Regions from separate parts of the Rattus norvegicus genome. Here region 1 is linked to region 2. Evidence: chromatin contacts called from public Hi-C data. All regions are on one chromosome and are shown on one strand. Each heading gives the region's core, a stretch centred on a gene start, on an enhancer-like site or on the middle of the called end of the contact. The rest is flanking DNA. Distances are from core to core; before and after follow the strand shown. Region 1 overlaps Arhgef2 (Rho/Rac guanine nucleotide exchange factor 2). Region 2 overlaps Lmna (lamin A/C).

What was found. A called contact is a pair of places that touch in the nucleus more often than the background predicts.
Region 1: a Hi-C map of mammary epithelial cells shows a contact between it and region 2, with 1.8 times the contacts expected there. The contact joins two enhancer-like sites. A contact is called at or near these places in 2 of 12 Hi-C or Micro-C datasets (Schwann cells and mammary epithelial cells).

The regions. Positions count from the first base shown.
Region 1 is chr2:176,414,565-176,418,166 of GRCr8, forward strand. Arhgef2 (Rho/Rac guanine nucleotide exchange factor 2) reads left to right here. Exons shown (of 22, transcript NM_001012079.2): 22 at 390-1,610. The coding sequence ends at 463. Among named protein-coding and RNA genes, the nearest start is that of Arhgef2, 28 kb to the left of the region's middle. Within about 2 kb of position 1,752, at least 20 of the 93 cell types and tissues checked have an H3K27ac peak or open chromatin away from gene starts, as enhancers often do. A contact at or near this core is called in Schwann cells, where this site is marked.
Region 2 is chr2:176,246,970-176,250,411 of GRCr8, forward strand. The region is part of intron 1 of Lmna (lamin A/C); the gene reads right to left. Among named protein-coding and RNA genes, the nearest start is that of Lmna, 9.5 kb to the right of the region's middle. Within about 2 kb of position 1,447, at least 73 of the 93 cell types and tissues checked have an H3K27ac peak or open chromatin away from gene starts, as enhancers often do. A contact at or near this core is called in Schwann cells, where this site is marked.

The DNA of each region.
Region 1 (3,602 bases), core at 502-3,001, 170 kb after region 2:
ACCACTGAGCTAAATCCCCAGCCCGGAATCCATTTTTTTTAAAGATTTATTTATTTATTACGTATAAGTATGCTGTAGCTGTCCTCAGACACAGCAGAAGAGATCAAATCCCATTACAGGTGGTTGTGAACCACCATGTGGTTACTGGGATTTGAACTCAGGACTCTGGAAGAGCAGTTAGTGCTCATAACCCCTGATGCGTTTTAAAGACTTCCTCTTCCCCCTTATCAAGGAATCAAATACCTCTTAGAGTTTCCTGTTATAAAGGTGACTTTGCTGCCGGAGGGTCATCCAGCCCCACCCTGGGAGTCTTTGTGTAAGTCTGCACTGCTCCTCTTGGGAGCTCCTGCCTGCTCACTCATTACCCTACCCTGTCTGTCACCTTACAGACTTCACCCGAATGCAGGACATTCCCGAAGAGACAGAAAGCCGAGATGGGGAGCCTACGGCCTCAGAGAGCTAAGGGGACGCTTCCCCCTGCCTGGTGCCCCCCACTGAAGAACATTAGTAAAGGGGCAAACCTTGAAAGGACTGCCGATTGTCCTTGCCAGTTCCCAAGACCCCTGGATACCTAGGGGCCATGGGGATGGGGACTTAGAGGCCACCGCACCCCTGGTGTTCTCCAACAGTCACACCACAGATGCCGATTTTACATGCCTTCTCCCCCTCCTTAGGAAAAATTATTTATTTATTGTTTATTGGTTGGGGGGGTGATTTAAAGGGCCAGAGACATGGGAACCAAGCCATAGGTATCAGAGGGCCTCTCCTTTAATACCACTGGGATATGTTTGGCCTTAGCCACACAACCTAACATCAACCCCAGTGACACCCATCTGTGGCCATAGAACCTACTGCCCCTTTCAGAAGGGCTGTGGGTAGGACCATGTCCCTTTTCCCACTCCCCTTAGCCTCTTTCTGCTGTTCTTTCTCTCCATCCTCCATGGATTTCTGGCTCCTTGGAGTTGATGGAGCAGGTAGCCATAATGTATTGGGGTGGGGAAGGAAGAATACAGGGACCAGAATGTTTTGTTTTTGGTTTTGTTTTCTTATTTTTTTTTTTTTTGTACCAAAGCCAACCGCACCTGTTTTATATTTTTAAAAGAAGATTGTAGGCACTTCTAGCTCCATGTCTTTGAACTTGAGGAATTAGGGAGACAGTGACCTATTTCATCGAAGGTCAGGGGGCTCCCATTCAGAACTCTTCCTCAGCCATTTAGAGCCATTCCTCTTCCTCAGAGGAAGCTCTGAGGTGGGTTGGGAAACCTCTAGGAACCCTCACCTCGTCTCCCACGGTGGCAAGCAAGAATTGGGGGAGGGGGATTTTTTTTTCACTGCAACCCTAATGTCCACCAGCGATAGCCATTTTTCTGCCAATTGAATTGTTAAACAGAAAAAACACAGTAACAACGAAGCAAAGAAAGAAAAAGCTCTGGCAGGGAAAAAATTAAAGACCTGACACGCATGAGGTGCTGTCTCAGTGCCCGTTCTGAGGACTGCCGTGCCTGCAGCAAGGCAGTGACCACGGTTTCTGAAAAGGGGCTGTCACTACCTCACAGAAGAGGGCATGAATGGATGCAGCTGCTCAAACTCTTATTAAACATCTCAAAATTGCAAGGCTGGAAATGAAGCGCCGTTCAGCCTCCAGCGGCTGGCTGTTAATGATACAGACATTAGAACACTAATTTGCATCTTATTTGTGTGCTGTGCTCACAGGGCACATCTGGCTCTAACCACCCCTCTCGGTTCCCCTCCCTGCCCCCCATTTTCATTCCCACCCTGTGAGCCCAGGGCCTCGTTCACGGAGTAGCAGCCTGTACACTCTGTCACTTGGAATGGTAGTAATTGGTTTCAGTTCTTGGTTTTGGCTCGTTCCACTTCCTGTTTCTAGGTCCTACACTTGGGGGGGGGGGCAGGGCCAGTGCATGTGCACCCCCACAGCCTGTAAGGTAGGGTGAGAAGGGTCTCAGGACCCCACTGAGAAGGAGAACTGAAATTGCACGGGCAGCACATAGATGTGGGATTGCTTCCTTCCCCTCCAGCAGCCTCTGGCCCTTTGGAGGCACTTTCTCTCTAATGGGATTCTTGGGCCATAGGAATCGTTTTCTATGTTTATTTATTTACTTTAGTATTATCTTTGAGACAAGGTCTTACAGGGAAGCCCAGACTGGCCTTGGATTCAAGGCAGTCCTCTGGCCTCGGCCTCCCGATGCTGAAACCACAGACATGAGCCAGTATGCCCAGCCCACGTTGTTTTTCTTTTACACAATGGGTGCAAAAAAGTTGCCAGGCCAAGAAGCCAGCCCCCACTTGCTCTGCCTAACAAGCAGCCATGCTTCCGTGTCCAACCAGTTGACGTTTAGCAGCTGTGGTCTAGGCAGCCCTCAGCATCTGGGCCGGTGCATGGAAGGGTCAGGTGGAGGAGTCCTCCAGAAAAGGAGTACAGTTTCCCAGCCTTCCCCAGAGCAGCGGAGAAAAACCTAGGTGGATTTCCAGAGTGAGTTGGGAGAGGCTGGGTTCCTTTGCTGCCTTATTACCATAGCCCCAACCCAGCATCAGCCCAGAGCCGCTCCCTCCCTCCTGATCGTCTGTGCCATGTTTGTCCCCTCCCTAACCCTGCTTTCTGAACCTAAAGTCTTAAATTTTGCCCCGCCCCCGTCCCCTGCCCCGCTGCCATTTCAAAGCTCTGAGACTGTGTGCTCCCAGAGCCAGGGTCCAGCTCTTTGCTCAAAACCATGCTGCTCCCTTAGAGGAGGACTCTAAGCCTGGACACACAGCGCTCCACTGCCACACCCTTTCCTCCGTGCTGCCCTCTCAGTACCGGGGCACATGCAGTTAATTGAGTTGGTCTTGTCAATATTTACCCCCGAGGGGTTCTGTAAAGCAGATATCCTCAGAAAAGGCAATATCCGGACCCAGCCAGGCCTGCAGAGGCCCTGCAGCGGGGGAAGAGGAAGAAAGCTTAGGTAGGGAGGTTTACCCACCTTCCTGCATGGCTAGGAATAAACCTGGCATTTTGGAGCCACTTTAAACATAAAGAGGAAATTAAACATCAAGAGGCTAATTAAATCTTGTCCCCATCCTTTAATACGTTGTGAGTCAGGTGATTTTTTTTAAAGATTTATTTATTTAATGGATGTGGATATATTGTTACTGTCTTCAGACACACCAGAATATCAGATCCCATTACGGATGGTTGTGAGCCACCATGTGGTTGCTGGGAATTGAACTCAGGATCTCTGGAAGAGCAGCGAGCACTCTTAACCTCTGAGCCATCTCTCCAGCCTTTTTTTTTTTTTTTTTTTTTTTTTTTGAGTTGGGTGGTTCTCAGCAACTGTGGAGCTGGCTGTGGTGCCTGGAGCTATTGAAGCTTTATAGCTGCTGCTATGCTGGGGCCTTGAGTGACTAGTGACATAGTGACAACCTGGTTACAAAGCGTCCCCAGAGCCTGGTCCTGAAGACAGGGATGGAGTAAGTGCTCCATCCATCTGCTGCCGCCTCTCTCCTGAAGCAGCCCCCAAGCACGATCTATCTGATAACCAACTTAGGTCATTACAGGTTTTTTTTGGGGGGGGGGAGTGGCGGTCTTCAGGGACTTGGAGGTG
Region 2 (3,442 bases), core at 197-2,696:
GAGGTGGAATTCCCAGGGTTCCCCTTGTCCTTGGCTGTACAGGGATATGGTGCAAAAGCCCTGTCCTCCAGGACTATATGGTCTGACATACACAGGGCTGGGTTTTTATGATGATGTAGCCATGGTGTCACATAACAACAGAGTTGTGTTGTAAGAAGTTATGAAGTAGTTTCATCATCATGCAAATATCACAGTGTGATCACACAAGATGATAGAAGTTTGGGGACCTTCACTGTATATGACTTGCCACTGACAGAAACACTGTTATGTGGGATGTGACTGTGACAGCAAATATTTCTCGTGAGCTTATTGTATGTCAGGCACTGTTGTAAGGACGACAATATTAACTGCCCTCTGAGATGCATGCTATTACCAGTGTGATACAGAGAAGGCAGGTGGTGAAAGCTCCCACCAGGGCCCTTTAGAATGTAGTGCTTGCACTCCTCTCTGTACCAATTCAGAACACGCCTTCAGTGAAATCCAGGGGCTGTTTCTCCATCCCTCCCGTCCCTGCCAGTGCTTTACCCAGTACTGAAGAGACTCCACAAAGGACTAAGACACACCCTGCAGCTGAGGGAAACCTCAAGCACACATTATCAAGGAAGAACTTGTGGTTTTCTTAGTCAGGCATGGGGAGCCCCATTTAAGGGGAAGAAGCCACTATCACCCATGGGCTCATGACTCAGACCTTGGGAGCTCTGTAGACAGAGCCACAAGCATACCCTAAAAAATGGGGGGGGGGGGGCGTCCTCTCCCTTTCTCTAATCTTCTTTTTTAGGTTTTTCAAGACATGGTTTCTCTGTATAGCTCCAGCAGTCCTGGAACTTTGTAGACCAGGTTGGCCTCTAATCCAGAGATCAGTCTGTTTCTGCCTCCTGAGTGCTGGGATTAAAGGCATGTACTACCAAGCCCCAAAATTCCTCTTTATTAAAAAAAATTGTTTTTTAAATCATGCTTTAAGCGTGGTATGGTGATACACTACTTTAGTCTCAGCACTTGGGAAGCAGAAGCAGTGGGATCTCAAGAAGTTCAAGGCCAGCCTGATCTACAGAGAGCTCTAGACCAGCCAGGACTACATAGTGAGATACTATTCTTAAAAAAGAAGGAAAAGAAAAGCACATCTTGAATAGCAATGCAAGTTACATGTTTAACACTATAACAGTTATTTGCTATCGTTTAAAACAGATTTTTAAAGGAAAGAAAAAGTTTTGAGTTAAATGGCTATCCTCTATCAAACACCATTTTCTTCCTAGGAGAGGAGACCTCAGCCTGGGCTGGCCGTGCAGACACCCGACAGGCCTAGGCATCTGTGTCTGCGTAGAGGTGTGGTCCAGTTCCAGCCCACTGGGCGTGGTAGTAGGAAAGCTGGGTTTGTCCTGGGTTGGTATGGAGGACTGGGTGGGGCAGTCCTGGGAGCTGGAAAGGGGTAGGAACCCCGGCTACCCCTGTGACTCATGTTCAGAGCCACAATAACAGGGCAGAGGGCGGGAAGTCTCCCGTGCTCTCAGGGGGCAGTGAGACCCTGCCTGCCTATACCCTGTTCCAGGCCTGGTGCCATGCCCCGCGTGAGCAAAGGAGTGGTTGCATCCCTGCTGCCTCCAGGGGCCAGGGACAAGAAGGGTTGGGTATCCGGTTTAACTCATCCCAATGGGCAATCCTGGCTCAATGAGGGGCGTGGGGGAGGGGAGCAGTCATGAAAAAGGTAAGTGAGAAGCCGATGCGGGCGAGGGGTGGGGGGCAAGGCTGGGGGTCCCCGGGCTGCTTTAGGGAAGAAAGGCAGCAGTGGCAGAGGGGCTGGATGGGCACAGAGCCAGGCGCTGACCCGCCCACTGAGTCATCTTCCTCAGCCACCTCAGACGCCAGATATGGAAGCCGCGCGGCCTGTTTGGCCTGGTTGCCGGGAGCAACAGCCTAAGCCCAGAGGGAGTGGCCTGCATTTCCTCCCCTGTCCTGGGGGAGGGACCGCGGCCCAGACTCTACACGGGGCTAAAAATAAGGAGCAGGAGGGAATGACAGACCGGCCCGCGCCCCGCCCGCCCGCCCGCCGCCAGCCTCACCGGCCCTCAGCGTTCCCCATGGCTGGGCCAGAAAGAGCAAGGCCTCGAGCCTTCGGGAGTTCCGGAAAGATCGGTGACCCCTGTGACTGGGAAGGGTGCTGAGGTGCTGCTCCCAGATCCCCCTGAGACCACAACCCTCTATCTCTCTTTTCCGGCCCTACCCTGCCCAAGCTGCCTTTCCACCTAGACCCATATTGGTTTATTTAATATTTATTTTTATTCATGACAGAGTCTCAGGTATCCTGGGGTGCCTCGAATTTGCTAAGTAGTCAAGAATGACCTTAAAGTTCTGATCCTCCTGCCTCTACCTTCCAAGTGCTGGGATTATATGTGGTTTATGGGATGCTGGGATCAAACCCAAACCCCAAAGTTCCTAAGTGCTAGGCCAGCTACATTCCCAGGCCCAATTTTTTTTTTCCACTAACAATGCAGTTTCCTTTATCTTAATTATACAGACATGAATGATGCATGTACTACAGATTAAATACAGAAATCTTTCTATATCTGGCCTCCCACAGCAACCCCACCCGTTCTCCACCCCAGCACTGGTTTTTTACCTGTGATCTTTGGGTTTTTCTATATGTCCCCTTAATGCCTTAAAGTTCAGGCGTTGAGGGCTTCTAGACTAACCTTTGGACTAATTTCTGTACTTTCTTTCACAGATGTAGGCAGGAAAGCCTAGAGAAGGCTGGGTTCAGACACTAAAAACCTACCCACCCCAGTATACAGGGCCAAAGCAAAGAAAATGACATAGGGGTTGGAGTGTGATTTCCTGGGTCCAACTCCCAGTACAAAAAGAGAAGGGAGGAGGGGGTTTGAGAGTGAGGAAGGGGAAAGAGAAGGGACTGTTAGGAAGCAAAGGGGCTTCAGAGAGCTTCAGGGATACAGTCCTTTTAGAAGTGCACTCTGTTGCTGGGAGACCCCCAGTCAAAAGACCTGATGGATCCACTACCCTTGACTACCTTCAAACCTAATACTGGCTCTGGACTGTGCAGCCATCCGAGATAACCACTGCCACCTCTTGGTTTCTTGGCTGGTCTGTGGGTCTGTGACCACTTTCAAATTCTGGCAGGATGTGGGCAGCCCTACTCTGGCATGCTAAGGAGGAAGTAAGCAAAGCAGGTATTCCTGAACCTTCCCCAAAACCTGCCCTGTGAAACTCTGGATGGCTGTCATTTGAAAACCACAAGGTTGAGGCTGGGAGGTGGTGGCCCAAGCCTTTAATCCCAGCAGAATTAGGGGGCAGAAGCAGGAGGAGATCTGTGGGTTCAAGCCAGCCTAGCCTGATCTATAGAGTAAGTTCCGGGACAGCCAGGACTACATAAAGAACCCCTGTCTCAAATTAAAAAAAAAAAAAAAAAAAGCAAAAATAAAAAATAAATGAG